Regions from separate parts of the Drosophila melanogaster genome. Here region 1 is linked to region 2. The links are chromatin contacts, called in public Hi-C maps. All regions are on one chromosome and are shown on one strand. The core of a region is the stretch at or near the end of the contact, and the rest is flanking DNA. Distances in the headings are between cores, read along the strand shown. Region 1 holds the start of lncRNA:CR44395 (long non-coding RNA:CR44395). Region 2 holds the start of beat-IIIb (beaten path IIIb).

What was found. A called contact is a pair of places that touch in the nucleus more often than the background predicts.
Region 1: a Hi-C map of the Kc167 cell line shows a contact between it and region 2, with 2.2 times the contacts expected there. A contact is called at or near these places in 5 of 107 Hi-C or Micro-C datasets (the Kc167 cell line, brain, embryonic neurons and 2 more).

What each region holds. Positions count from the first base shown.
Region 1 is chr2L:17,245,873-17,248,572 of dm6, forward strand. lncRNA:CR44395 (long non-coding RNA:CR44395) reads left to right here and starts at 1,289. Exons shown (of 1, transcript NR_124323.1): 1 at 1,289-1,784. All of the region lies in intron 2 of beat-IIIc (beaten path IIIc), which reads right to left. It overlaps lncRNA:CR44396 (long non-coding RNA:CR44396), which reads right to left and starts at 745. Exons shown (of 1, transcript NR_124322.1): 1 at 1-745.
Region 2 is chr2L:16,971,706-16,974,405 of dm6, forward strand. It overlaps beat-IIIb (beaten path IIIb), which reads left to right and starts at 1,386. Exons shown (of 7, transcript NM_176057.3): 1 at 1,386-1,992.

The DNA.
Region 1 (2,700 bases), core at 39-2,538, 270 kb after region 2:
GGTAAACGCAACGAATGTTGCTGCTGCCATTTATGTTGCTGTTGTGCCAGCAACATGCAACGCTTGCCGGCAGTCGGGCAAAAGTTGGACAGATATCGCACATACATCCATGTACGAGTATACATATGCACCTGGATCTGGAATGGGATTGAGGTTCACCCAGAATTGTCCGCAAAAGGTGGCGGCAAAGGTGCAGTGCGGTCAATGCGTTATTTGCAATTCATTGCTGCCATGGGAATCCGAATGCGAAAAAGCAGGAAGGTGGTGGGTGGCGAAGCAGACGGAGCTAGCCAAACGACAGAGGAGCGCACCGTTCATGGTCCGCTTTCAGCTTTATGGCTTAATTTTTGGGGCTGCCGCTCCTGCTGTTGCTTTGCTATTGCAGTGCTCCTTGTGCCACACATTTCGCAGGCAATTTAAATGCTAATCAATTTGGCGCGTTTAACGCTCCGCCAGCAACATGGCAATCTGCCCCACATGCCAGCAAATCCAATCCAGCCACCCACCACATCGAAACACAGCATTGCACACAATTCAAACAAACAAGTCGCCAGAATTATGAAAGGCAGCGAATTTTGCACAGGGCCCAAAGCAGCAGCCAAATGAAATAATAATCACTGGCTAGGGAAATAAATATGGACTGGGAATGGAAAAAGGCCAGAGACGCGAAAATTGCACTGGAGCAGGAAAATCTTGGGCACTAAATTATAGTTCATTCAATAATTTCGTTAGTTTGATCAGAAATACAAATACAAATTTCAACTAATTCCAAAAAAAATTTAATTTAAATCTGAGTAATATATTTTTCAAACTAACCATAGCCTTCTGTGTCTGTGTTTGCTTTTTCTAAACCCCACCAGAAAACACAACCGGAAAAGCATAGAGAGTGGGAAAATAGTGCCAACTGGACAGAGAAAAGTTATGAGCGATGTGCAGGCTGAAAAAATGCAACACGTAGCATTTGAATAAAATGTGCGAGTAAAAATTTGGCCCACTAGAGAGCGGTGTATTTTTTGATAAGCGGAACGAGTGTGGAAGCTATAGATAACGGACTCAAAAAAAAAAATATAGAACAAACTTTTGATTTATGGCTGCGGTTCGGAGATTTGTAGATGCAAACATAAACCGAAATCGAAATCAGTAGTACACTCCAAAGCGAGCACTGATTGTTGTAAAAATTACAAAACAAATTAAAAAAGTATTTGAAAATCCGGAATCTATTGTATCCCCCGTGAAAATGTTGTCAATGATTTTGAAAATCAGCGTGCCTCTAAGAAAAAGTTTTAATATAAATGATATAAAAAGACCAGCAGCAGATGGAGTAAAGTAATAGAAAAAAAACAGAACCAAGATAAGATAAAATTTCATTATGTCGATTTTGTGGATTTTTCTATGTAAAGAGAAAACTGTTGGGGGAAAAAATGGCGAAAAAATGTGGAAAAATAGGAAGCTCGAATGGCTGCAAGTGGCTCAAAAAGTGCCTCAAGATGTGGCAACATTGGTCCAGGACAGCAGTTACTTTGCATCTTTTAAGCACTGCTACTCGGACGGGACACAAGGATAAAAAAGCAATGTCAGTGGGAAGATTGAAGGTAAAGGGATAAAGAAGTTTTCATTGGTTTCGGCTGCGGGCTGATGCAGCTGAAGCAGCTTCAGGTATTCGCTCATCCTTTTTATCCAGGCTCATCAAAATCATTCATTTGCATGAAGCCAAATTGCCAAGCTGGAAGCCAGGAATTGAGTTGAGCTGATAAGGATTTTTATGGAATGTTAGAGATGCCTTTAAAGATTATGATACGAGGGCATACGATTTATGAGATATTTAAAAGAAATAGCTTGGATTTCTTAAGTCAAGATCTTTAAAGTCTCAAAAAGTTCAGTAGAGTTAAAATTATTTTTGTTTTTCACTATTTTTTCGTGAATTTTATATTTTCTAGTTTATACACTCAACTGATATGATTCCTAATAAAAATGTCATTAAAGTGTCTAATAATTCTTTTGAAGTTGATGAATTGTGTCGGCAGATTATAGAATTTTATTGGAGACCTTTGTCATAGTTATAATCTCGGGAAGTACATAATAATTACAACATTTTATTGGATTTCTGTGCCGTAAAATGTTGTTCGGTGGTATTAGAAATATGATTCAAAAAGCTAATCTAAAAGGTTTCCTTTTGAAAAACTGTTAGGCAAAGGAGAGTTTTCTTGAAGATCTTTCCCCGTGTTTAATTTGCCAACCCGAGTCCTGATTTCGCCACCCCTTTCTTCACATTCTAAACCCCAACCGCTCACAAACCACAAAAACCCCCTTGGGTTTATCCGCTTTAAATTTGTGTTTATCTGGGCACACGACTCGATTAATTTCTGTGTGGTTGGTGAGAGGGGAGAGGGCTGAGGAAAGGACTAAGGCGGCCGGGCGTGTATTTAATTGCCAAGGACAATTAAAAACAATTTTGCAGGCACAAAAGAGTTGGCGATAAATTTAATTGGCCCGCTACCGTTACGCCCATTGATTATTTTTGGTGCGGTGGGCGTGGCAGAGCACCAAGGAGCACTTTTCACACCTAGTGACAAGGTGTTCAGGGTTGCCATCGGGCTGCCCAAAGAAATCGGGTGGATGTAGATGTGGCTGAGTTCTTCTGTTTGGTTTTCCGCTGGAATGGGCGGCAATTTATGCGGCTGTCAGTTGCAGGGGCAGCTT
Region 2 (2,700 bases), core at 136-2,635:
TGCACTGTGAGAAATTATAGTGCAAATTTTTTGAAAATAAGTTTAATGTTCATTTTTAGCAACGGACGGAACATTTTGAATATATTTGTATTTTATTAACCAATTGTTGTATCGTTTAGGAAATATTTGTTTTATTTTCCGTTTGTAAAATATATTTTCTTCACAGTGTAAAAACTAGGAGAGGCGAGTGAAAGCCGAAGATAGAGGGAGGACTAGAAAGTGGAGAACTCCTAGCTGTTGGCTCAACTTCAAATTGCCAGCGGGGCATGTGCAGCACAAAAAAAAAAGTTGGAGCCCCTTGAGCTAGGGTTACGATGGTCTAGAAATGATGTGAGCGGTGGGCTAGGGGATAGACGCTTCGGGATAGGGGTTTTGGGGCACGAAATTGGGGGAGTGGCAGCCTCCTTGCCCGATTTGCTTGCTGGCATTGTGCCCCAGTCAGCAGTTTTTGTTTGGGCTAATGATGCGGAGGATGATGTCGATGTTATTGGTATTTTCTATTGATGCCTCACTGGGCAAGGATCTGTGTTGCTTGTCCTACTTCTCCAACTTCCTCTTGTTCTGCTCCTTGTTCTTCTACTTGTTTCTATTGTTTTCGTTGTTTACCAATGTTGTGTGCGTATCAAAGAAAATGCTGTTGGTGCAGGCTCTGCGAGGACTTAACTAGGCATTTGACGAACAACATCTCCGGGTTTATTTGGACGGGTATTTGAGCGAAGAAAGTTCTACTAATTTGCAGCACTTGTGATGGGATCTTAAGGAGCGACCAAGAATTAAATAAATGCGTCGAACGCCCAAGTAAATGTAACTACATTTGTGTCTTATACGTATTACAACTTTGTTTCCAGTGTCATGTCATATATATTGAATAATAAAAGTTATAAAAACAAGTGTGCAAAAAAATTGATAACTTGATTATATTATGTTAGAAAAGTTTACAAAAATTTAGAATCAGATAAAGTCTTATTTTGGCTTAAATATTTGTGCTACTGTTAGAATTCTGCTGACATAATAATTTCCCACTATTTCTGCTACCCGGCAATAGCATCCATAATGTTAACTAGGCTAACATAGCTGTTGAATTACATAGCTGTGGAATGTGGAATTGAAACAAACCAATCTCTCCCGCTTTCTCTTACCTTCTTTCCGAAGAAAAAGAGAGGAGCTCTCTCTCTCGCTCGTGACTTCGCAACCTCAGACAATGCGAACCAGTTTGTGCGTTCTGGTCGCTTTTTATCCTGATATCCGGTCGTCGTTTTCCAGTTCGGGAATTGGCTCGTGTGTGTGTTTTCGTGTGTGCGGGGGTGTGCGTGTTGGGCGCCAAGTAAAAACCAGGTAATAAGGAGAGCGAAGCTTTTAGTCTTGGTCGGTTATTGGTGCTGTGTGGTTGGCGAAGGCGACACAAGTCCGTGTGGCGGCAAAATTCTCGATTCTCGATTCTCCGTTCTCGATTCTCCGTTCTCCACTCCAATTTGCTCCAGTCCCCGAGTCCTGAAAATCGCGATAAAACCGAGGACACTCGTGCGTACGTGCGATTGTGTGAGTGTCTTATTTGCGAGGGTGTGTGTGCTTGTGCTGCAGTGAAATGGCAAATTATGAATAAAATGTAAGCGAAAGTAAGGAAAAACAAACTAAAACCACTGCAGTTGGGCAAAGGAAAAAGAAAACTAATCTTCCCCTAGTTGAAATCCACGAATTTATTCTCATCAGCGAGTGAAACTTCCCCATCTTTTCCTACTTAGTTTGACAAATTAAAATGCATAAATTATGAATGAAAGTACCGTTACGTGCGTGACAACCAATCATTTGTTATTATTATGCACGTGGGCCAGCAAAAACAACAACGGTGTGAGAGCAAAAGGTAAACTTGGCTAAAACACTACCGCGAACCCAACACCCCAACAAAATCGCCATCCCACTGGAGTTCTTTAAAGTTCTCTGGAAAAATAGAGCTAAGCGAGAAAAACAAAAGAAAGGCATCGCCGACAATAAGTGAGTATTATGCGACATAGAATTTTGCTCATATTTCTTCAGGGATTTTCCAGGACAGATAGAGAGCGAAACACACCAACATAGCAACACACAAATTGTAACTTAAAGTTTTATTAACTTGGCGCGGGCCTTGGGGCCAGTTCAATTTGTGCACACGCCTCAGGTGTCAACATAAATTATTATAATTATGAAATTCTATAGCCGGATACGGGCCAACAGCAATATACTACAGGCAAGGAACAGCCAAGGACATAATAATATCGACTAACCAGAAGTTGTTGGTCAACTGTAAACTTGGTTTACTATAATGTGCTCTATACGTTTTCTAGAGATTTATTTGATATTTATACTTTCTCATATATTAAGTCTTAAAATATCATTTAATTATAAATACAATACATAGTCCTTTGTACTCATTTCGGAGCTGAGACCTATTATGAACACATTTCTTAAAGAAACTAATATATTAAATTGACTGGTCAGGTACTAATTTCTTTTTTCGATTGAAGGTAGTCGCATTAAAGCCTATTACCAAGAATATACCTCACATTAGACTTCATAGACCCTATTATTTTGACCACTGACGTGTGGACACCTCCATTTTCCGCCATATACATGAAATGCCCGTACAATGCCAATTAATTTGAGTCGCCGAGCTGGGGCATTCTCTGTCCGGTCTTTGAGTTATGGCCTTTCATTAGTCTCATT